Regions from separate parts of the Mus musculus genome. Here region 1 is linked to region 2. A link is a contact called in public promoter capture Hi-C data. All regions are on one chromosome and are shown on one strand. Each heading gives the region's core, a stretch centred on a gene start, on an enhancer-like site or on the middle of the called end of the contact. The rest is flanking DNA. Distances are from core to core; before and after follow the strand shown.

Region 1 (3,265 bases), core at 348-2,847, 150 kb after region 2:
GGGAAGTTGTCCAGAGATGCCTGGACACCAGAACACTTAACTCACCCAGGCAACTCTGGGGTCTTCGCTGAAGCCATGGGGACTCTCATGCTGGCATGGGAGTTCGTGCCTGCTCCCGGAGGGGCTGCAGACTCCAGCCCTGATCATCCTGACAGTCTCCTGTCCCACCCTGCCTGGCTTTTCTACACCTACCTCCACATCCCATTCATTGTCCCTGATGGCCAGGCAAATCTCAGCTCACCAGCTACCGTGCAGACACCACAGCACACCATCTGCCTTGACTTCCTCCTTTCCAATACAAGCAAACGGAGCCACACCAATCCTCCCCTGGGATTGTGACATCAGAGTCCTGTTGGTCCCTCTGCCTCTGATTTCCATAGCCCTCGCTCCTGGCCAAGTCTGGCACATAGCAACTGCTCAATAAGGATTTCTTGCAGCGATTATGTAGATTTTCCTGTCTGGGTAGGGGCCCTAGCTTGGATATTCTGTAAGTGGCCTTGGTGGCAGTTGGTTGAAACATGACCCAGACATCCACAGTAGCGACAGGGAGCTGTCGCAGCCCAGGCTCACGCTGTTGCAGGGAAGAGAGGTGCTAGGGTGAATGCAGTCTAGGCTGGGCTTCTCTCCACAGACAAGACCTGGCTGTAAGGACTGCGGATGGCTTCTGCGCCTTCCTCAGCTCAGCATTTGTGCAGGGCGTGGATAACACCCCAGGGAATAGGCCCCGTGGTGAGGGGCCCTGCTTGGGGGGTAGGACTCCAGGTGCCTCATGTTGAGGCAGGCTGCGGGGAAGCAACCCAGCTACTTCTGGTGCCAAGAGCCACCCGCCCGCAGAGCCCTTTCTCACAGAGGCACCTCCTCCCCAGTGAGGCCTCCAGGGTTTAAGAGACAGGATTAGAGCCCAGACAGCTAGGGCTGTAAACCCAGCCACCTGCTGGGTCTGTTCACGGTCTCCTAAATGGGATGGCCCCTCAGTGTCTGGGTGGTTGTGCCCCTTACTCCAGGCTGCTGGGGTGAGAGCTCCCTCAGCTTCAGCAGACACTCACTGCTTCTGAAGGCTATGAGCTTTGAGGTCCTTGTGGTGAGAGAGGTCCTTGATGGCTGCACAGGGCATTCAGTGTACCTGCTGGGCACTAGGGTCCTGAGGACACAGGGGACCCTCATCCTTTCTTTCAGGATGAGGGTCTAGTCTCAGAGTCCCGTAAGTTCTACTTTGACGGGAGGCCACGGAGAACTATTGGTTCCCAAAGTGGGGGACAGAATAGACATGGCTCTGACTGTGACACTGGAACCTGAGGAGACATGGAGGGATGGATGTAGGTATCTTGGAAGCCTGACCTCGCCTGGCCCAGGCTTGGATAACCTGTGACCAAAACGTCTTGGCTCTGTACTGCCGACAGAGGTCCTTTCAGCCCCCAACCCAGGCCCCCTGCCACAGAGGAGACCCCACATTCCACATAACCTGTAGCTTTAAGCCTCCTGTTGGGCTGTCTCCTGCAAACTGCTCATTCCACATTCTCGGGGTGGTGGGGTGGGTGGGGTGCCGGCACGCCCTGGGGAGGATGGCTATAAGGCAGAGGGCTCACTGGGCCCCTGGAGAGCTGAGGATTTGCCATCCAGCTGTTCACATGGCTCTGCTGCTCCTGGGTGTCTGGGGGATCTTGCTACTTCTGGGGCTGTGGGGACTGCTCCAGGGCTGCACCCGGAGCCCCTCCCTGGCTCCTCGGTGGCCCCCTGGGCCTCGCCCTCTGCCGTTCCTGGGGAACCTGCATTTGCTGGGTGTGACCCAACAAGACCGGGCACTGATGGAGGTAGGGTGGGCGACCCTATTTCATCTCACAGCTCACATGGTGTCTGTGTCCCAGCACTGACAAGGGAAGCCAGGGGGGATTCAGGATGCCAGAGGCTTGTCCCAGAGAGCAGATGTTGGAAGCAAGAGTGGCCTAGGCTAGGGAGATAGCTCATTGTAGTGTGTTTGCTTAGCATTCACAAGAGCCTGGTTCTATCCCAGAATTGCAAATAAAAGATAGATAGATAGATAGATAGATAGATAGATAGATAGATAGATAGATAGATAGATAGATACGTAGGTAGGTAGGTAGGTAGGTAGGTAGATAGATAGATAGATAGATAGATAGATAGATAGATAGATGGGACAGGACAGCAGCCAAGGGTCAGGGCTCAGGATTGGTGAGCAGGGTGGGCTCTGGAACAATGAGGAAGAGACTGGCAGGTGTGTCTAGAAGTGTTGGAAATGTGGCAGGGCAGCAGTGCCCTTGTCTGGGTAGGGTATTAGCTAGGTACGGCTTCTCCCTAGAACTCAGACATGAAGGTAAGCTGGCTGCACCGCCACTGGCCAGGGTTAACTGGCTCAGTAGGGTGGAGGTCCTTGAATTTTGTCTGGGGACTCTTGTTTGCAGAGAAGTCCACACAACTGCAGAGCTAGCTTGAAGTGGCTCTGCCACACCTTTCCTAGGGTGGGTCAGGCTAGACTCCGACGTGGCTGCCGGCACTAGGTTCAGAGGCTCAGGCCCTACCTCGGGGCCCAGTCTGAGGAGCAGAGATCAGGCAGATCCAGCCATGGCTCTGGGTGAGACCCACAAATTCCACTCTAGCTTTCTCATTTTTTTTCAACGGTTTCTCTTTGAAGTGGGGTGATGGAAGTTTGAACATTTGAACAGCGCCCCCTCCTGGGGAGACTGGAGGGGCTCTTGGGGTTCTCTCCAGCTCTTAAGCTTCCAGCCTACATACAGTACGGCTGTATGTAACTCTTAGAGGGTGGGTGGAGGCTGCCTGTCTGACACCTGTCTGTCCCCACCAGCTCTCAGAACGCTACGGGCCCATGTTCACAATCCATCTGGGATCTCAGAAGACCGTGGTGCTGTCGGGCTATGAGGTGGTGAGGGAGGCCTTGGTTGGAACCGGGCATGAGCTAGCCGACCGGCCCCCAATTCCCATCTTCCAGCACATCCAGCGAGGTGGGGGTAGGTGGGCATTGGGGTTCCTTGCCAGATGGGGGGGAGACTAGGCCTCTTGGATTGGTACTAGGGAGAGACAGGATCAGCCTATTGCAAGACAGGAGAAGTATGACCCAGGGTAACCTCCGAATGGGAGGGGCATGGAGTTGAGCCTGCCCCCCCACCCCGAGTGGGCCCCCTGTTCCCTGCATGCATCATCAGATGGGGCGTGGCTGGCACTCATGGCTCATGTCTACCTGACAGGCATTTTCTTTTCTTCTGGAGCTCGCTGGAGGGCGGGTCGCCAA
Region 2 (3,477 bases), core at 378-2,877:
TGCCAGTGGAAAAAATCAACATATTGTCAAACGCTTGCCATATAAGGAGGTGAGTGTGTGCATCCTGAGTGACTATCACAAGCTGCAGCAGCAGGCTATGTGGGCACATGCCTGTAATCCCAGCACTGGGCTGGAAAGAGAGGCATCCCAAGCCATCAATGGCAACAGACCCTGTCTGTGTGTAGATGTGTGCACATGCATGTGCCTTCACTAGTGTCTTTCCTTAGGAACCACCATCCACCTTGTTTTCTGAGACAGGATCTCTCATTGGGTTGGTTCCCATCAAGTTAAGTTAGTTTGGTGGCCAGCAAGCTCCAGGGATTCCAGTCTCTGCTTTCCAGCACTGAGATGACAAACATACAGCACTAGGCTTTTGGTTTTTTTAAATTCGTATTCTGAGATTGAATTCAGGTCTTTACGCTTACAGTGCAAACATTTTACTAACTAATCCATCTTCCCAGCTCCAGACCCTTTCTAAAAAGTGTAAAACCAGCCAGGCATGGTGGTAAGTGCTACTGGTCCCAGTGGAGGCAGGCAGAGCTACATAGCAAGTTCCAGGGCAGCCAGGACTACATGGAGACCCTCTCTAAAAAAAAAAAAAAAAAAAATTAATTAATTTTTTTAAAATGTAAAAGCCAAGGTCTGGAAGGATGGCTCAGCCATTAAGAGCACTTGCTGGTCATTCGGGGACTGTAGTTTGGTTGCCAGCATCCCCTTTTGGCAGCTCTGGGGCATTTGAGACCTTTGTAGGCACACACACACACACACACACACACACACACACACACACATTCATCATCCACTTAAACAGACATACACACAAACACACTTTTAGAAAAGAGTGAAAGCTAGCCAGCTGCCTGTGGCATATGGTAGTAATCTCAGTGCTTGGGAGGATAAAGCAGGAGGATTGTGGCAAACTGGAGGTCAGTCAGGGCTATGTCGTGAATTCTAGGCCACAGTGAGACAGTTAAAAAAGGAAAAACCAAGAGGGGCGTGGTGGCACACGCCTGTAAGTCCTGCTTCGCAGAGGCTGGCTTATCTCTGCGAGTTCAACGCCAGTCTGGTCTACAGTAGAGTTTTAGGGCAGTCAAGGTTACAGAATAAAACCCTGCCTATAAACAAAACAAATGCAATTCAAGGTTTTGCAAAACTGCGCAAGTGAGAGAGGGCCTGGTGGGTGGAGTCCCCAGGAGAAAAGGCTCTGGCTTCCAGCCCGCAGGGCAGGGCAGGGCAGGGCGTCGGAGGTTTCCTGCAAACGCTACGCGGGGACAACTGAGAAGAGGATGTGTTTGGGAGCCCACTGCTCCTTCAGCAGGAGTCGGATCTTCTGGGCCCACTGAAGCCCTGCCTGGAACTCAGCGCGCGCGTGCGCCTCTGCACAGAATCCTAATTCTAACGCCACCGGAGAGGAGCAGCCTCCCTAGGTGCGGCCCCTCAAGTCCCAGCGCGCCCGCTCCGCCCACTGACGCCACACGTCCCGCCCTTTCCCCGCCCCCCGCAGGGCCGTGGCGGGTCAGCGGCCTCCCCATTGGCCTGGAGCTTCAGCAGGCGCGCTTGGGATTGACGGACGTTCGCGTCGCTCCCGCCTCCGATCCCGGCGCGGCGCGCGATTGGCTGTAGATGTGGGGAGTCTTCGGTCCCGGGCCTGGGCGGTGCGGACGAGGCCTGAGGCGGCGGCGCGAGGCAGGTGAGCTGCGGCCAGCGGGCTGTAGGGGACGAGTAGGCGGGTGGGCGCTGCGGACTCCTCTCGGGTACTAGGGACTGTCTCAGGGCGGGCCGGGATGTAGGTTGCAGGGATGGCCCCAAGTGGGAACCGCCAACTGGCCACGACGCGCGTGACGCCCTTCGCGTTGCCAGGCCGCGCGCGCCCCGGCGCCCTGAGTCCAGTTGTCTCGTGTGCCCGGGCACTCTGGTTCCCCTTCGCCCCGGACCCCTGCGTGTTGGGTTCCGGGGTCTCCTGCCACCCGTCGAGGCGCACCCACGCAGGCGCCATCCCCGGGGCGCTCCCTTCTGGGGCACAGGTGTTGTAGGTGCGGCGATGGGCGCGGGCCCGGTAGCGAGTCCCTGGCCTGCACACCCTGCCACCAGCTTGTTATCCCGTGTTAGTTGCCTTCGCCCCCAGCCCGGCACGCAGGACGGTACCAAAGCTGGCCCGCTGGAGCTTTTTTGGATGCAGCCGGGGGGACCCGATGCAGTCAGCCCGGCGAACTTTGGTGCTCCCCGCTGTGTAGAGTGAAGTGTAGTCCTGCGGTGTGCGCTTCGCGCCTCCTGGACCAAATACTAATTAGATTTTACCATTCCGTCCATTGCACCGGTGTCGAATTTTAACCTGACTGTTCATACATTTTAGATCTCTCCTAAGGTCTTTTCTTTTTTCTTTCTGCGTCCCAACCTCATGTTCCTTTTCGGTCCTTTGTTTGTGTCAGGAGACAGGGTCTCATTTACGTACTTCTGACTGTCTCGGCTGTGTAGACCAGGCTGGTCTCACAAAGATCCAGACTGTGTCTGCTTCCTAAGTGCTGGGGTAAAAGGGATGTGTGCAACTAAGCTGGCATCTTGAAACAGGTCCTCAGATAGCCCAGGCCCGCCTAGAATTGACTATATAGTAGAAGATGATCTTGAGTTCCTAACCCTCTTGCTTCCACGTACCTAGGATTAGATCACAGGTGTGCACAGCCCTGTGGGTCCAGCCCTGGGTATGTTCTTGAGCAGAGTTGCAGTAATTTCTGGTTCTTCTCTCTTTTGGTTTCCTCGGCCAGGCCAGTCTTGAACTCTTTGCTTTTTCGAGACAGGGTTTCTCTATACAGCTCTGGTGATCCTGGAACACCCAGAGATCCACCTGCCTCTGAACCCAAGTGCTGGGATTGAAGGCGTGTGCCACCACTGCCCGGCTCAGGCCGGCACTTTTATAGCGTGCAGGCTGTGGAGAACTCTACCCAGGCTGTGGGGACTGGGCATGAGTCTATGCTCTAGTCACCAGAGGGTCTGATAGGATCGTCTGCCCTACCTTTTTGGTCGTTAGGTTTTTGTTGGGGGTAGGTCTTTGGTAGCTCCAGCAGGCTCTTAGTTGCAATCTGGGTGCTGTGCTTCCAGCTCCCCAGTGCTGGGGTCACAGGTGTGTGGTCCCATGTCCTCACTGGAGAGTTGGGCCAGAGATTTGGAGAGGTACTTTTTATTTCCCGAAGGTTGGCGGCCTCAGTTTATTTATTTACCCTTTGTTTTTCCTGGGAGAGAGCAGAAAGGGGATGAATGTGAAAGCCAGCTGCTGTGTGTGCTTGCGTGCGTGCATGCGTGGGTGGGTGGGTGACTCCCCTTTTAACTGTATACAGCGTTATGCAACTATCACCATTATCTAGTTCCACGGCTTTTCACCACCTTAAAGGTAAAGCCAGAGCCCACCCGCTTTCCTCCTCCCTGTCCGTTAGCTTCTGCTTACAGCCTGTGTGTGCGCCTGTTCTAGTTAACTCATTTAAG

What was found. Capture Hi-C pulls out chosen DNA fragments and counts their contacts.
Region 1: a contact with region 2 is called in a promoter capture Hi-C map of liver. The contact joins the promoter of Cyp2w1 here to the promoter of Sun1 in region 2. A contact is called at or near these places in 2 of 39 promoter capture datasets (the HPC-7 cell line and pre-B cells), 1 of 15 datasets of contacts at CTCF or cohesin (pro-B cells), 15 of 484 Hi-C or Micro-C datasets (B cells, CD4 T cells, the CH12 cell line and 9 more), 5 of 115 datasets of contacts at active chromatin or transcription factors (the 230-238 cell line, double positive thymocytes and embryonic stem cells) and 4 of 9 other capture datasets (adipose tissue, embryonic stem cells, liver and 1 more).

Annotation. Positions count from the first base shown.
Region 1 is chr5:139,351,019-139,354,283 of GRCm38.p6, forward strand. It overlaps Cyp2w1 (cytochrome P450, family 2, subfamily w, polypeptide 1), which reads left to right and starts at 1,598. Exons shown (of 9, transcript NM_001160265.2): 1 at 1,598-1,811; 2 at 2,822-2,984; 3 at 3,222-3,265. The coding sequence starts at 1,629.
Region 2 is chr5:139,199,010-139,202,486 of GRCm38.p6, forward strand. It overlaps Sun1 (Sad1 and UNC84 domain containing 1), which reads left to right and starts at 1,628. Exons shown (of 23, transcript NM_024451.2): 1 at 1,628-1,690.